Linked DNA regions of Sus scrofa: region 2 is linked to region 1. Evidence: chromatin contacts called from public HiChIP or PLAC-seq data. All regions are on one chromosome and are shown on one strand. Each heading gives the region's core, a stretch centred on a gene start, on an enhancer-like site or on the middle of the called end of the contact. The rest is flanking DNA. Distances are from core to core; before and after follow the strand shown. Region 1 holds the start of SLC25A28 (mitoferrin-2). Region 2 holds the start of CWF19L1 (CWF19-like protein 1).

Region 1 (2,965 bases), core at 203-2,702:
TCCCTGAGTGTACTTCTCACTCAGTTTATTTAGTGGTGGTTCCTTTGCTAACGCATAAGAAAAAGAACTGTAAAGAATCTGTTCCCCTCTTCACCCAGCTTTTCTCACAAGTACCTGACTTCTTGGACCCACTCATCAGGCTGCTTGGTGTGGATAAAAAAATTAAGTTTTACTTTCACATGAATCACATCCTCGTATGGATCCGATTTTATTTTCTTCACACTAACATCTACTTTCCAGTATTGCCATGCTTCCCTTCTAAGCAACTTTTCTCTTGTTGTCTACCTCAAGTGGCTAAAAAATACACCATGAGGTCCATTTCTCCTTTGAGGGCCACTGTGCTCCCTGCACATACACAATCCCCATCCCAGCTCAATTTTCATGGTCAGGAAATAGGTGGGGTATCATGCTTGCTGCATAGAGAAACCGAAACTTTTTCCTGAACATCATCTTTCCCACATTATTTCCAGTCAGGAACTCTGAATTCTGACTGCACAGTGATTTCAAATCACTCATGGGTTAAGATTTAATAAGGAAATCCTTTATCTAACTGAGAGATCCCAGATTCTGGTTCCTGCCCTGTCTCTTTTAAGGGAAAACACAGCAAGAAGCTTGTAAGAGCATTTGCCAGAGAACATCTCAAGCCATTAAGATCCTATTCAAGGTCTTCAGTAGGCTTCACCTTAATCAAGTTAGTAGCACTTACCTGCTCCCTTCCCACCCGACCCTACTCCTGTTTAGTCCCAGCAGGGATCCAGGCCTTTGGCTGACAGATTTTCTTTCCAGAGTCCCGATTCAAATCTCACTGAAGGTTAGAAAATGGTCCTGGTTCCTAACTGGAATCAATTCCTGACCGGAACCTTGCTTGCATGGAGTATGGTCGAATAGCGTGGCTGGTGACAGGAGCCAGAAAGGAACCCATGTCGGCTCCGGCTCTCGGCTGAGACCCTGACTCCGGACATGACCCAGGGGTCAGGTCAGCCCCAGGTTGGGTTCAGAACAGGTCCAGGTCTCACCTTGACGCAGTCGATGGGGTACATCACGCAGTGCTCCAGGATTCCTGCCACGGCGCCCGCCACCATGTGCGTGGTGACAGTGGCTCCAGCCGGCAGCGCCTCGTAGTCTGGGCCGGAGTCCGGATCCTGCCTTACCGGGGGCCTGCAGGCCCCGGCCTCCCCGCCGCTGGCCCCCCGGCCCACGCCCCGCTGCAGCCACCCTTCCAGCAGCGCCGACTCCCCGGGGCTCCGCCCCGGCCCCGCTGCCGGCCCCCCCGCCACACCGCCAGTACCCCGCCCCTCCAACTCCATCCACCCAGGCCAGCTGCGGCGCCCACCCCCGCTGCCGCCGCTGCCGCCGCCACTGCCGCCGCCGCCCCCCAGCCCCGTTGCGTCTGCCTCAGGCGCGGCCCAGGGAGCCCGGGGCCTCGGGCTCCCGCTTGGCCCCGAAGACACGCCCCTCAACCAGCCATTGGTGCAGCCGCCAAGATAGCCCCTCCCCTTAGTTTACGTAGAAAAAATATGTCTGTGGTATTAGTAAAGTTGCCTGTCATTCCTCCGCCCCGCGGCGTTGCTACTGCTTAGATCCCACCCCTTCCCCTTTGATCTTGGAGGTGTCTTGTTTATTGGCCATTTGATTGGCCGACATGTAAGATAAACCCGCCCTCCGACTTTTCTAGAGGGCGGGAGAAACTTAAGGCTAAACTTTGATAGGCTCAACCACTCTTGATACTTTGACCGCGGCCATTGGCCAGCACCACGTCGGAATCTGATTGGCTACAGCAAGAGGGCGAAGCGCCAGGGGCTATCGAGGCGGAATTTGGGCCCCGGACTGGCGCCGGTGAGGCTGTGGGCACTGCAGCCGGGTTTGGTGGGGTGAAGACGGGGGGGGTGGAAGGGGAGGGCGGTGCCAGGTTTTCAAGGTCAAACCGCTGACGGATGCCGTTAGGACCCGTTCTCGAGCCCCCGCCCCGAATCCCGAGACTCGAGGATCGCTTGCTGGCGGGTGGCCTTGGCTCGAGAGCTCTGTTCCCGCGGGATCTCTGGATGGCGTGGGGCGGGGCGGGCCTGGGCCGGGCATCCCCTGGCGTGGCCCGCCGACTTGTCGGTAAAACTGTTGCGACATGCTGGCAGCAGCCCGTTAAACTAAGGTCAGATCGAGAGTGTTGGTCCTTCAGGGCTGCGCGCGGGCGGACTCCTGAAGGCCTTGTGCTCTTCAGCCCCCAGTGCCTGGCACTGGGCTTGCCCCGCATTCACCCAGTAAACCCTGCAGTTGTTGAGTGAATGAGTTCTCCGGAAGCCTGCTGTTAGGTCCTACGCCAGGCAGAGAGCTGGAGGAGAAGGGAAATGTCGAAATAAGGCGGGATGATTCAGAGACGAAGACGGATGGGGAGGCCAGGCTGGTGGCAGCTGCCTATGTTTGTAGGGAAGCACAGCAACTATGTGGAAACTTGTCGGACGCACAGCTTGTCCCAGAGCTGACTCATTGGTGAACCCCTCCGACCAGTGACGGTTTCCTTCTGTGGTGAGACCGCTGTCCCTCCCAGGCGGGTGGGCTGGAGTCTCAGAGGAGAGCTCACTGGTTAGAGAACAGTTCCAGCAATTCCCAGCCTTGGGCACCATCTCCCGGACGGGACGTTGCGCAGGTGCATCGCTAAGAGTTGCCGGCTCGGTTGAGGAAGACAGACTTGGCCCACTTCATCTGCCCAGCTTCTTTAATCTCCCTTCACTGGAGCGTATTTGCACAGGTTCCCCCAGTGTTTCCAGATCTTCACTCCCTGTTTTACTGAGATGATGATGTAATTCTGAACTTTAGAAAAAAAAATCTGTTTCTAGCCTTTCTTTAAAGGTTTTTCTTTTTTCTCCCTAAGCTTAGCCCTTCTCTGCGCTTCCGGTTTTTTGAGTTTTGTTTTTGGCCATGACCCTGGCATACGGAAGTTCCCAGGACAGGGGTGGAATCTGCATCACAG
Region 2 (2,965 bases), core at 191-2,690, 580 kb after region 1:
GCCCCGGCCAGGAAAAGACGCGATCGCATCTCACCAGCCAATGTCCGGATCCCACTCCTTCCCCTTTCCCTCCACCCTTTCCGTTCTGAGAAAAATCGGTAGAGACACACACACACACACACACACACACGCACACAGGCACACAGACGCTTCAGACTCAGGGACACTCACAGGCGCAGCGGTTTCTGAGCCATTCGCCCTAATAACCTGGTTACAACGACCTGCTTCAGCGAACGCACGCTCCTCCGGGAAATGAAATGCAGTCACACAGCAGTAAGCCGTCTGCACGCCCAGCCAATGAAAGCTCAGTTACCTACGGAGAGCGCAGAGGGACAGAAGCCTCTCTCAGGTCGTTTTGCCTCGAGGAGGAATCCACCAAAAGAGTGAAGGAGGAAGAGGGACTGACTAAAAGCATTCCGATTGTAACTTATTTTGGGGCAGTTGAAATTATTGAGCTGCTAAAAAGCTCCTGGCACAACAATGGCCCCAACCTAACCATGTTACTCTCGTGGGAAAGACAGACTTCTTCCACACGTGATCTTTGTAAGTTTCAAACTTAACAAAATGTCAAAAGAATAATGGCCATCGCCTGTATTCATAAGTGTCAACAAGTTGACAGATTTATTCTTCCCTCCCCGTTCTGTCCTTTGGAGTGCATAGCACTTTTATTGTCAGGGTCACTTGAAAGTAAATTGAAAACAGCAGGAGTATCTCAGCATGTATTACCTAAGAATAAGGACATCCTCTGACACAAAGGTAACACCATTAATACACCTAAAAAAATAAGCATTAGTTCAATAATATTCACCTAACACACATTTATATTTAAAAGTTCTTTTGTTCCCCCCAAATTTATTTTATACCTTTATTTGTTTTAAGATCCAATCAAATTTCTCACTAGGATTCTACTCTATCTTGTCTCTTTTAATCCACAGTAGCCGCCCCCTCACTCCGCCTCTAACTTTTTAGTTTGTTTTTCATGACATCGGCTTTTTCTGAGAATTCAGACCAATTGGTAGGTGACAACAGTTAAGGAGATGGAAACAAAGGAGAGTTCCTGACAATTGAGGGGCATGGAAGACTCACCATGGGCAGCCAAGCAATTAAAAATGAACTAAAATTTAAAATAAGTTCAGGGAGAACAAATTTCTGGTTTTCCTCACAACTACTACTATGCTTTTTTGGGAAAAATCAAGTTAACTCTCCCATAAATTCTGATGCCCCTGTACTGCTGGCATGCTAAAGATGTAATTTTTTCTACTTTGGGGGTAATATAGCACAGCCCAGGAGTGGAGATGAAAACTGAATCCTGAAGAAGACTAATAGCTTGTCAAACATGGGCAGGTAATAATTTCAGGAAGAGAAAATAACAGTAACATATGAAAACTCATCCATGGGATTGTTATATTTATTATTATTATTGTTATTATTATTTAGGGCCGCACTCGAGGCATATGGAGATTCCCAGGCTGGGGGTCAAATCGCAGCTACAGCTGCTGGCCTACACCATAGCCACAGCAATGCAGGATCTAAACAGCATCTGTGACCTACACCACAGCTTAACCCATTGAGCAAGGCCAGGGATCGAACACACAACCTCATGGTTCCTAGTCAGATTCGTTTCCACTGAGCCACGATGGGAATTCCAAAAATTTTAACATATATGGAATTCTGTGTTATCTTTACAATTTTCCAGCAAATCTAAATCTATTATAAAATAGAAAGTTTATGAAAAACAATTCATCCATGAGAATTTAAGTTTGTTCAAGATGGCTGAATACAGCATTAAGTGTCAGAGTAATACGAAATAATATTGCATGCATGCTAAGAAATCTGGCTTTAGGAAACATTCTTCTCAAGCGCACATGAAACAAGCAATCGTCATGCGTTAGGCTACAAGTCTTAATAAATTCAAGAAGACAGAAATTACATCAAGTATCTGTTCTGAGCACAATGGCATGAAACTAGCCTCTGGTAATAGGAGGAAAATTGGAAATTCACAAACTCGTGGAAATTAAATAACACTCTTGAACAACCAATGGGCAAACAAAAAAGAAAATCTTGAGACAAATGAAAATGGAAACATAACAAACCAAAATGTATGGATGAAGAAAGAGCAGTTGTAAAAGGAAAATATATAGCTATAAATGACTACATCAAGAAAAAAGAGATCTCAAACTAACCTAACGTTATACCTCAAGAAACTAGAAAAAGAATAAACTAAGCCCAAAGCTAGCAGAAGGGAGGAAATAATAAAGATTAGAACAGAAATAAATGAAATAGAGAACAATAGAAAAGTTTCATCAGAAACTAAGAATTGGCTTTGGAAAAGATAAAATTGACAAAGCTTTAGTTTAACTAACCAAGACACAGATAGGACTCAAATAAAATTATAAATTAAAGGAAGACCACAGAAATGCAAAGAATCATGAGACTATATGAGCAATTATCTGCCAACAAACTGGACAACCTGTAAGAAATGGATACATTCCTAGAAACACATAACCCACCAAGCCTGAGTCATGAAGAAATGGAAAATCTGAACAAATCAATAATGGGTGGAGTTCCCATTGTGGCTCAGTGGTAACAAACCCAACTAGTATCCATGAGAATGCAGGTTTGATCCCTGGCCTTGCTTGGTTGGTTAAGTATCCAGTGTTGCTGTGAGCTGTGGTGTAGGTCACAGATGCGGCTTGGATCCTGCATTGCTGTGGCTGTGGCACAGGCCAGCAGCTGCAACTCCAATTTGACCTCTGGTGGGAACTTCCATATGCCACAGGTGCGGCCCTAAAAAGAAAAAACAAAAAAAAAGAAAGAAAGAGGGAGTTCCCTTTGTGGCTCAGCAGGTTAAGAACCCAACTATTATCCATGAGGATGTAAACTCAATCCCAGCCTCCCTCAGTGGGTTAAGGATCTGGCATTACCACAGGCTGCAGTGTAGGTCATAGGTGTGGCTCAGCTCCTG

What was found. HiChIP or PLAC-seq counts read pairs in DNA pulled down with a chosen protein or histone mark.
Region 2: an H3K27ac HiChIP or PLAC-seq map of alveolar macrophages shows a contact between it and region 1. The contact joins the promoter of CWF19L1 here to the promoter of SLC25A28 in region 1. A contact is called at or near these places in 1 of 47 Hi-C or Micro-C datasets (heart right ventricle) and 1 of 2 datasets of contacts at active chromatin or transcription factors (alveolar macrophages).

The regions. Positions count from the first base shown.
Region 1 is chr14:110,804,179-110,807,143 of Sscrofa11.1, forward strand. It overlaps SLC25A28 (mitoferrin-2), which reads right to left and starts at 1,453. Exons shown (of 4, transcript XM_003133165.4): 1 at 1,017-1,453. The coding sequence starts at 1,307. It overlaps LOC110256623 (a long non-coding RNA gene), which reads left to right and starts at 1,553. Exons shown (of 2, transcript XR_002338384.1): 1 at 1,553-1,836; 2 at 2,422-2,965.
Region 2 is chr14:111,387,469-111,390,433 of Sscrofa11.1, forward strand. It overlaps CWF19L1 (CWF19-like protein 1), which reads right to left and starts at 1,441. Exons shown (of 14, transcript XM_001929531.7): 1 at 172-1,441. The coding sequence starts at 194.